Regions from separate parts of the Mus musculus genome. Here region 1 is linked to region 2. Evidence: chromatin contacts called from public promoter capture Hi-C data. All regions are on one chromosome and are shown on one strand. Each heading gives the region's core, a stretch centred on a gene start, on an enhancer-like site or on the middle of the called end of the contact. The rest is flanking DNA. Distances are from core to core; before and after follow the strand shown.

Region 1 (4,893 bases), core at 1,497-3,996, 270 kb before region 2:
CAAAAGCAAACACATTTTAAGTCTTTTAAGTAATTAGTTCATTTGGCTTTGTTGGGATTATTATCATTACTGGACAGACACCCCTCCCCACCTTAAGGTTCTGCAGATGGAATGTTGTTGCAAGGCTGTACCTGTGAGCACACCCATAGCCAGCTACGCTTTGGATTTTGGCACCTTGCTTGCCGGGCTCTGGCCTGAATTTTGGGTTTCTCTTCTTTTCCTTTGGTTCTTCCAAGGTCCCAGTGTTTGCAAGTCACCTAGGATCTCCTCCCACAGGGCATCAGAGATCAGCAAAAGCCCCGAAGGAAAAAGACCTGCTCTTCAATGGATACCTTAAAAAATTATTTTCTATGGTGGGGAGCTCTCCAGACTTTTGGTCTTCTATGGCATAGAAATGGAAGAACATCTACACTACATATCAATGCTTTAACCATTCGTTTTCAGGACATTTGTGAGCGATATAGGGGAAGAACACTTTGCTAACTTAGAATAAAAACAGAAACAAATTACAAAAAAAAATCATAAAGATGGGAATTCAAAAATAAAAATAATTGCCAAAAACTCTGTAGGAGACATTTGGGGTCCTCTTTAAAGGTTTATTTATTTTTACATATTTTTATGCCTGAATGCATGTAGTATGTAGGTTCACCATATGTGCACACCTGGTGCCTGTGGAGGTCAGAGCTTCATATCCTCTGGAACTCAAGTTAGAGATTGTGAGCTGCCTGCCATGTGGGTGCTGCGAACCGAAACCAAGTCCTCTGCAAGAGCAGTCAGCTCTCTTAACTGAGCACCTCTCCAGCCAAGATTATTTTTGAAAAAGGATACGCAAAGGCATAAAAATCACTGGATATGCAAGTAACAGAAACGAATGCCAAGAGCTACGTGTAACGTGGCAGGAAGGCTGTACAACACTACAGGAGAACAGACTGGATGGAAATAGAGATATATTTTTGAACATGCCATGTTTCTCAAAATAAACTTTATTACTTCTGTGTAAACACTAAAAGCACCCATCAATTCTGGGGAGGGTTTGGTTGGTGCCACACTGCCCAGCTAGAGATCTAAGTGAGCCTTCACTCCTAACGGTGGCAGGACAGAGCCAAGGAAGCTTTGCCTTTTTTCTGAACACCTACTTTTCTTTCCTTTTTTAGAGATTTATTTCCTTTTTAATTATGTGTTTGTGTGTGTCTGTGTGGACATGTGCGTGTGAGTATGGGTGCCCTCCGAAGCCAGAAGGGGGCGGGAGATCTGGAGCAGGAATTAGAGGTGTTTGTGGGTACTGGGAGTTTAACTCCGGTCCTCCGGAGGAGCAGCAAGAGTTCCTAACCTCTCAGCCGCCACCTCTTTGGGTCCAGGAGGGCCTATTTTTCATTTGCATTTCATCATCATTGAGTTTGTCATTCGCACATGAAATGGGGAAGAGGTAAGCCTCCTCTTGCTACCTTTGCAGTCAGGAGAAAAAGAACCAATGAAATGAAGCCACGCCCCCTGGAGGAGGACAGCGTTGGTAGGATTGGTGGCTCACCTACTGAGATGAGACAATTCATTTGTTCTACAATCAGGAGAATAATATTACAGGTCTCTGGGAAAGTAGAAGCATGTTGAAGTGGTTGGTTTCAAGATTAACGCAAATAGTGGTTAAAAAAAAAAAAAAACGGATCGTGACAACTACGTGTTTGGAATTGTTTGGAATCGGTCTTAAGTTCTGTTTCCAAGGATGTGGGAGAGAGGCTTGGTAGTCACTCTCTGCAGAAATGAGTTTAGTGGTCCACTTAGACTTGAGCTTTGTACAAGGAGATAAGAATGCTCATAGTCATCTATAGGATGGAACACAGGGCCCCCAATGGAGAAGCTAGAGAAAGTACCCAAGGAGCTGAAGGGGTCTGCAACCCTATAGGTGGAACAACAATATGAACTAACCAGTACCCCCAGAGCTCCTGTCTCTAGCAGCATATGTAGCAGAAGATGGCCTAATCGGCCATCACTGGGAAGAGAGGCCCCTAGGTATTGCAAACTTTATATGCCTCAGTACAGGGGAAACACCAGGGCCAAGAAGTGGAAGTGGATGGGTAGGGGAGCAGGGGTGGGGGTGTGGGGGGAGGGTATAGAGAACTTTCGGGATAGCATTTGAAATGTAAATAAAGAAAATATCTAATAAAAAAAGAATAAAAAAAAATCTTGGAAAATCCAAAAAAAGAAATGAGTTTAGTGGAAAAGTTTAAAGCCAACACAGAGGATTTGCTCATTCGGTCTGTCTTCCTCCTAGCGAAGAGGATAAGATCGATGGAGCCACTGGCCACAGATTGCAAAATTCCAAGTTCCATTTTGGAAATGACGATCAGTCTCAAACAGATGTCAATAAAACAGAGGTCAATAAAACCAGCAATGAAACGGCAGCAGTTAGGGAGAAAAGACAAACTCGAATGAGCCATGAAGGGGAAACCAAGAACCATGGAACTTTTTAAGAAGATGAAGGAGAGATCAGCCTCGGGAGACTCATTCTTTCCCCCTTTAACTGATTACTGAACATCCTGCTGAGCAAGCAGGCTGAAAACAGGGTTGATTAAAACCACACGAGCTTTTGATTTAAATAAGGCTCACACACGCTCACACACCCACCATCCAATCACTCAATGACTACTTATTAACTGAAGGGGAGAAACCAGAGCAGATTCAGCCCGGGGCTTCCCAAGGCCATGGCACAATCACACCGGACCAGGTCTACACACAGTGACTTTGAGATCGATCCCTGTGGACTGTTTCATAGATGATCATGGAAGCTTTGACCTCATCTGCCATCTGAGCATGGTTTATCCCAGGATCTCTAGATGACACAGATGTAAAGTGAGGCTTGTGGGCTGCCGCTGTCTTGGATGGTACAACCTCAAAGCAGTCAATGGTGGGGAGAATGGGAGCTGGGAGCGAGCTTGAAGTGTTGTGGTCAAAGCTGAACAACAGAATAAAGTACACAAGGGGAAGGCTTGCAAAGTGGTCTCAGAGGACTAGCAAGCCTTCAACTGTCAGCTGGTATGGGCTGCTGCGTCCTTACCTAGCATTGCATAACCCTTCTGGGTGGCGTCATCTGCCTCACCAGAGAGCGGCACGCTAGGGAGGCCAAATGCCAAGTCTTCCCTGGGAGGGGAGAGAAAAGCCAGTCACAGGTAGCTCATCAAACTGATGGCCACCATGTCAGAGCCCAGGCTGCACCTCAGGGGAGGCTCAGAGAAAGGAAACAAGCTGTAGGTGACCTGGCAGTTCTGGGAAAGTGAATCAGGAGGTCAGTGTGACCTTAGTGGAGTAAATGCCAATGTGGCATTAATGGAGTAAATGCCATTAGTACGAGGTACGAGTCATGTCTGCAAGAGCCTCGCGCTCCCTTTAGCCTTCCATTCTGGTCAGTAGAACGCCTCTTTGCTTGAGACTAAGTGCTGAGACACGTAGAAAAGTGGGGTACCCTTACTATCAAGCATGTCTCATGGGCTGGGGAGACGACTCACTAAATGGAATGCTTGCTGCACAAGCAGGAGGACCCAAGTTCAAACCCTGAGCCCACAATAAAAAAACAAAAAACAAAACAAACAAACCATCAAACAAACAAAAATAAATAAAAATGGGTGTAGCAGTGTGCATCTACAATCCCAGCACTGGGGAGTCATGGGCAGGCCGATCCCGGGGACGAGGGCACGCTGGCCAGCCAGTCTAGCCAAATCAGTAAATCCCAGGTTTAGTGAGACCTTACCTCAAGAAATAAGGTGGGAGTTGACAGATGACACCTGGCAAGGACTGCTGCCCTTCACACGCGAACCATTACGTGCCCCCACGCAAGTGCACACACATGTGCACAGAGAATTACTTCACAGGGTCCTGGGTTCAAACTCCACTATTGTGGTAAAACTAAGTAAAACTTTGGAAAGTTTTTCTCCACCCGCCTGTATGCGCATGTGAGGACGATGTGCACTTGGGAGTCAGAGAACAGCTTCGTGAGTTGCTTCTCTCTATATATACTTCTGTGTTGGTTCTGAGAGGCAGTCTCAGGTTGCCAGGCTGGTGTGGTAACCACCTTCACTTGCTAAGCTGGATGTCTCTCCAATTTATAACTTTTATTTACTTATTATTAGCGGTTTCTTTGTTTTGTTTTGTTTTGTTTTTTGAGACAGGGTCTCTCTAGACAGCCCTGACTGTCTTGGAATTCACTCTGTGGACCAGGTTGGCCTTGAACTTACAGAGATCCACCTGTCTCTGACTCCCAAGTGCTGGGGATAAAGGCACTGTTATTACTACGTCCAGCAAAGATTTATTTTTATTGTTTTTAATTATCTGTATGTTGGGTGTGTTGGAGAGAGGATATTGGCACCTGCCTATAGAGGCCAGAAGCATCCATTGCCCCTGGAATGGTAGGCAGTTGCAGCCAACCACACAGGTCCTGAGTGAAGGACGAAGGGCTCTCTAACAGACCCAAACATGGCAAACATGGTGCCAGCAGGTTTTGCTCTCTCCCCCTTCCTTCTCCCTTGCTAAACCATTAGATTATATTCCTAAAGCTAAACCCAAGGTCTATTACCCTATTTGGCTGCTAACTCATTCCTGAGACTGAATACCATGGTCCAGCAATCAAAATTCACTATTTGGCAACACTAGCTAACAGGTCCAGTCAGGACTTGCCAACTTAGCCTAGCATAGACTTTTCCTTTTCTCCTTAAAAGCCACTCCTGTAGAGAGACACCTGCCATTGGCCTTTGTGCAATCCAAAAGTGCACACCCCCAACCCCCACTTCTCCCTTGTGGGTAATGAATCTCCTTTGTACTGAGAACTTGCTATCTGGGTGTATTTTGTACGACTTGCGGGGCAGGTTCTGACACTGGGAACAAGATAAGCTCTTAACACTGAGC
Region 2 (5,297 bases), core at 1,382-3,881:
TGGAGAAGGGTTCCACGTTAGGGATCAGCTAGAGATTCCCTCTCATGCCAGGCATGAGAACCTTGGGAGGATTTTGCATTTAATTTTTAGCTGTATCTTATAAAATCATATGCTTCTGCATCGTGGTTATTATAAATTCTCTAGAGAGCATGGAAAATACACAGAAGGGTATTTTAAGTTATATGCGAATACTAAGCACTTTATAAGGAATTTGGGCATCCATGAATTTTGTTATCTGTGTGGTCCTAGAAGACAATTCTCTCTCTCTCTCTCTCTCTCTCTCTCTCTCTCTCTCTCTCTCTCTCACACACACACACACACACACACACACACACACACACAGAGCTAGGACTTATATTTTTGGTTGTGAGCCTAGCCTTTAATGGCTGAGCCATCTCTCCAGCTCGAGCTAGGACTTTTTTTTAGCATAGTAGATAGCATGTCAGTCTCCTAAAACTCCACAAACAATTCTCACAGATTTCCTTTGTTGAGGGTTTTACTTTTATTAAAAGACAAGGTCTTGTTCTACAGCCCCAGGCTGGCCTGGACTTCTCTCCATCTTTACACTTCTAAGTGCTAGGATTTATGTGTGAGTCACCATGCCTCCTGGGACTTTTGTTGAGTTTTGCCAACTCTTGGGCCCATAACTAACCTGGGACTGGGTATGTTTCAGACATAAGAGCCCTGTGAGGTTTTCATTTATGTCAATGAGTGAGGCAAAGGTGAGACAGAGAGATGGATGCTGGGACTTCACTTACCTATCAATGACCTAATGACTTCTATGCCAAATCAGCTCAGGTAAGTGTTCTGGCGTTTCCTAAGCCAGTTGGCGCTGGGCACTATGGTCTCAGATTTTTCAGTGTGTTCATTTTCTTATCCTCATTCAAATATGCAGTGAGGTAGTGTGTCCCAAAGACAGCCAGGTTCTAGCCCACAAACCCTGTGGTTGTTGTACATAGTAAAGGGGACTTTGCAAATATTATCCTGGGTCAGTCTAGTACCTTTATATGAAATCAGGAGTGTCCTCCTGGGAGGGGACACAGAGATGTTTGACACAGAGGGTTAAAAATACCAAGCTGCTACACAAAAATTGTCATTACATATATACAGATACATATACGTTATATACATATGCATCATATAAACATACATCATATACACATATATCATATACATTATATATACACACATACATATTCATTACATACATATGGATATATGCTACATATACATATGCATACACATGCACAGACACCATATACATATACATATACATACATACACACACACACATACACACTATATACCATAGTATGAATGTGGAGGTGAGAGGGCAGCTTTTGAAACTCAATTCCCATCCTCTCTCATGTGTGTCCCAGGCATGGAACTCATGTTCTCAGGCTTATCAAACAAGTGTCTTTACCTACTCGGCCATCTTGGCCACTCAAAGCTGCAACTTTTGACAATGAAAAATAGAGCTAGGAGAAATTCGGCTCTAAACAGCCTTGGAGAGAGGGAGGTAGGTAAGTGGTTTCCCTCCTATAGCCCGAGAGAGTGACCCTCCTAAAACCTTGACAGCTGGAGCCAAAGTGCTTTGACATTTCTGACACCCAAGCTTCAAGAGGAATCTCTGTGTGTTACTCTAAGCCATGAGTTCATGATGGTTTGTGGATGAGGCTTCCCGTTGTTTCTGGGTGGCTGAGGGAAGAGTCAGTTATGCAGATGTGAGGACATCTGGTGGAATCTGCTGGGCCATCAGGCTGAGAACACCATCCATCCACAACCTTGCTTGTACTTGGTAAGTACTGTATTCATCCCTCTCTGCTCAGACCCTGGTCCCAGCCTACCAGGAAGCCTGCCTGGTGCCTCAGGTCCCACCAGTTGCAGGCACCTTTGCAAGCTTCCCCTTCAGCATCTGCAGACCCAGAACTTCAATTGCTAATCACCTACTCCCAGGCTGCCCACTTTGGTCTCAGCTATGTGGATCCCTTCTGGACCATTCTGTAGCTGGCTATCACTCTGTCCAATGAAGTCTGTATCCATGACAGCATTTTACATACGTGGGTAGCTCTCCTAAGTCTCCCCAATAGATTGTACTTTTATTGTGGTTAATAATTCTATATTAAGTTCCCCTGAGTGATGTTTGTCTCCTGGTCAGATTTAGCCTACTTTGTATGATTCCATGATGAACTTTTAAATTAAATCTGCGTTATTTTCTTATCACAGTCTAGAAAAATCAACAAAACAACATCTAAGCCCTCACTTGTAATGTTGGCCAATATCCCTTCTACTTCCAATTTCCAGCTGTCAACACATCACAGAACATGGATTTAGGAAGAGAGAGATGTCTTGTGGCTACCATTATCTACAGTTTCTATTGATATAACACACAGATACAAGCCCTAAGCATAAATAATTTGGTAAAATTAATTAGGAAGTGTTGGTTCTCATATAGCATACTTAATTGCAAGTTCAAATAATTAATGGTTAACATGCCTGTGTTTAACAACTGGTTCGCAAAAATTCCAGATCACTTAAAAGTTGGCTTTTCTTGAGTACTACAAACCAGCTGCTGGCCAGCCCTGGGACAGAGGCCTTGGGCAACATGCCAAAGGTGCTGAGTACACTTTCTGTCAGGGCTGGCCTCTTCAGGGAGCAAAGGCGGTCTTTTGATGGCCTGCTGGGGTGAACCTGGGTCAGGAGGAGCCTTCACTGACCACATTTGTCGCTCCTGTCTTCCACTGTGACCTTATCTGCCCTCCATCGTGCCTGGTAACACGTGCACTTCTGGACAGCAGCGTCAGTTACCAGGCCCCATGCTTCTTAGAGCAACGAGTGTCTTGGTAGACACTGTTCCCAAGTATGGCTGAGGTGACTGGGATCAGGCAACCATACCTAGGTGTGCAAGCTTCAAAACTCACCTCACTACTCGCTAGCCAAGGGACTCAGAGCCAATCATCCACCGCCCACACATGCCCAATGAATCATGGTTCCAATGAGGGTGGAACAAGGTCATGGAAGCAAGGACAGGGCCCTCTAACTGAAGCAGCCGTGCTGGAGCCAGCGGCATACTCCCTGGGAACCAGCAGCGGGTCCAGATCACAGAATGCTATCAGATAGCCCAGCCTTCCCCCTACAGAAAACAAAACCCAGGCAAGCCACCTGACCTTTCTCTTGCATGTTTCCCAGGGATCAAAGAGCCTCTAACATTAACCCCAGAGGAGCTATTCCCAAATAGAGATAAAAATATTCCCTGTGCCCACTCCTGAAATTTTCTAAGGTATCCTCTGCGAGGGAGTGATCAGTGCCACCAAGGGGCCAGCTGGCTGGAAACAGAGTGGGGAAGCCTGGGTCGAGGTTCCCAGTCTGCTGCCTGCCTGGGGCCTGTGCTGTCCAGGGAATGAAGCTGCACCAAGACTCACAAGCATCATCCAGGCTGCAGCTTGGGTGTGGTCAGTGTGAAGGTAGCCTTAGCCTGGTTCTTCCTCGGCAAGACACTAGGAAGATGGTCCATGAAAGTGATCCCCGAGCATACATGTGAGGCTAACTCAGAGAGATATGGACAGAGACCCTAGAAAGTTATGGCCAGTGCCCCCACCCTCACCCCTGACTCGCTGCCAAGGGGATTCCCATCTTCCACCTAGGACCGTGCTCTCCTGCTCCCTCCAGCCTGGAGCTGGGGCCCATCCTGGGTCCAGTAGTCCAGGCCTTAGCAAACACCACATTGTGGTGCGGGTCCTCAAAGGATCAAGATTTTCCTCTGGTAAATCCAAAGGGGATGTTCTCAGAAGAGACGACCCCAACCCCAGATGGAGATGCCAGCACTGGACCTGCCCTCCCCACCCTGCCTGCTGCCTGTCTCCTGGCTTCATCCAGAATATCAAACAGCAAGTCTGGCTTAGCGGACCTGCAGGAATGGCCAGATTGTGGGATCTTGCTGTCCAGGAAGACTCCTGTCTAGTCAGTCCTTCCTCGTCTCACCTTTTCCCTTATCCCAAGTGTGGCCAAGCCACCAATTCACAGACATGTTAGCCAATGTGCCTTTTCTTCTTGGTCTTGTTAGTGAAAGGTGGATGACAGGTTAAAAGCAAGGTTCCAGCCACCAGAAACGATGGATAGAAAAACACCAACACACTCTGATATACAGACCTGCAGGAATGTGCAGGTGTACACGTGAGCATATAGTTACCCGCCCACAGTTACAGACATTCACACATGTACGTGTGTCAATGTACATTGTGTATGCATACACTGACTGTTGTCCCTCAGTACCTTCTGAGACTGGTTCTAGGATCCCAATCCTTGCAGTGTTCAAGTGTGGCACGTAAAACAATTGTAGTGTTTACATGTAACCTTTGCACGGACCAATACACAGAGTGAATGCCATCTGAAGAGCTGGTTCTTCCAAGGCTGTATATTTAGAGAATAATGAAGAAAAAAACATCTGTACAAGACCAGGCAGTGGTGGCACATGCCTTTAATCTCAGCACTTGGGAGGCAGGGACAGGTGGACTTCTGTGAGTTCAGGACAGCCAGAGCTCATAATAGAGAGACCACGTCTCCAAACCAAACCAAGCACCTGTACACTCACATGTATTTTCAATCTATGATTGCTTGAATCCATGATCACAATATTTGGGTGCAGGGGGGTGGGAGGGAGGGAGGGAGGGAGGGAGAGAGAGAGAGAGAGAGAACGAGCCATTAATGTACAGGGCTTAACAAGGCTCAAATAGACAGACACCTAAACCAAGCACCAGGTATGGCCTTCACAGAACATTCCTTCCAGACAAGGATTCCAGAGAGGTGCCTGGGCATATCACTTTCATCCAGACCAGGAGGTGAGTGTCCCTGGTTTTCAGGCTCCTGGTGGCAGAGAGTAAAGAGGCCTCTGCTCTTTCCCTTGCTATTCTCTTCCTGCTGTGATATTACTCATGCCTGTGGTTTTAAGTACCATGAGAGATGTCAAGGACTCTTGTCTTGTTCCTTTGGTCTGACTGCCCCTGGGCTCCAGAACCCAGAGATACTGTCACCCTTTGACATCTTCCTCAGACTGCCTACGATGCGTCCATCATCTTCCTGGTGCCCAGCCAGAGCCCTGAGTACTTCTGGGACCATCGTTTTCCCCCATGGCCATCCTTCACCTAACATTCTCATGTTTCATTCCCTAGTATTACTTGGGTCCACTGTGGCTCAGCATCACCATCACCACCCTGAATGGTACCCATCTTCACTCTCCAATCAGTGTGGCCAGACTGGTCTTTGCAGGACTCAACTCTCATCCCACCCCTGTCTTAGTT

The links. Promoter capture Hi-C pulls out the DNA fragments that hold promoters and counts their contacts.
Region 1: a promoter capture Hi-C map of liver shows a contact between it and region 2. The contact joins two enhancer-like sites. A contact is called at or near these places in 4 of 39 promoter capture datasets (the HPC-7 cell line, cranial neural crest, embryonic stem cells and 1 more), 3 of 484 Hi-C or Micro-C datasets (embryonic fibroblasts, liver and nephron progenitors) and 1 of 115 datasets of contacts at active chromatin or transcription factors (embryonic stem cells).

Annotation. Positions count from the first base shown.
Region 1 is chr7:66,001,869-66,006,761 of GRCm38.p6, reverse strand. All of the region lies in intron 13 of Pcsk6 (proprotein convertase subtilisin/kexin type 6), which reads right to left. Among named protein-coding and RNA genes, the nearest start is that of Snrpa1, 56 kb to the left of the region's middle. Within about 2 kb of position 2,746, at least 6 of the 459 cell types and tissues checked have an H3K27ac peak or open chromatin away from gene starts, as enhancers often do. A contact at or near this core is called in liver, where this site is marked.
Region 2 is chr7:65,735,160-65,740,456 of GRCm38.p6, reverse strand. No RefSeq gene overlaps it. Among named protein-coding and RNA genes, the nearest start is that of Gm33234, 44 kb to the right of the region's middle. Within about 2 kb of position 2,631, at least 16 of the 459 cell types and tissues checked have an H3K27ac peak or open chromatin away from gene starts, as enhancers often do. A contact at or near this core is called in liver, where this site is marked.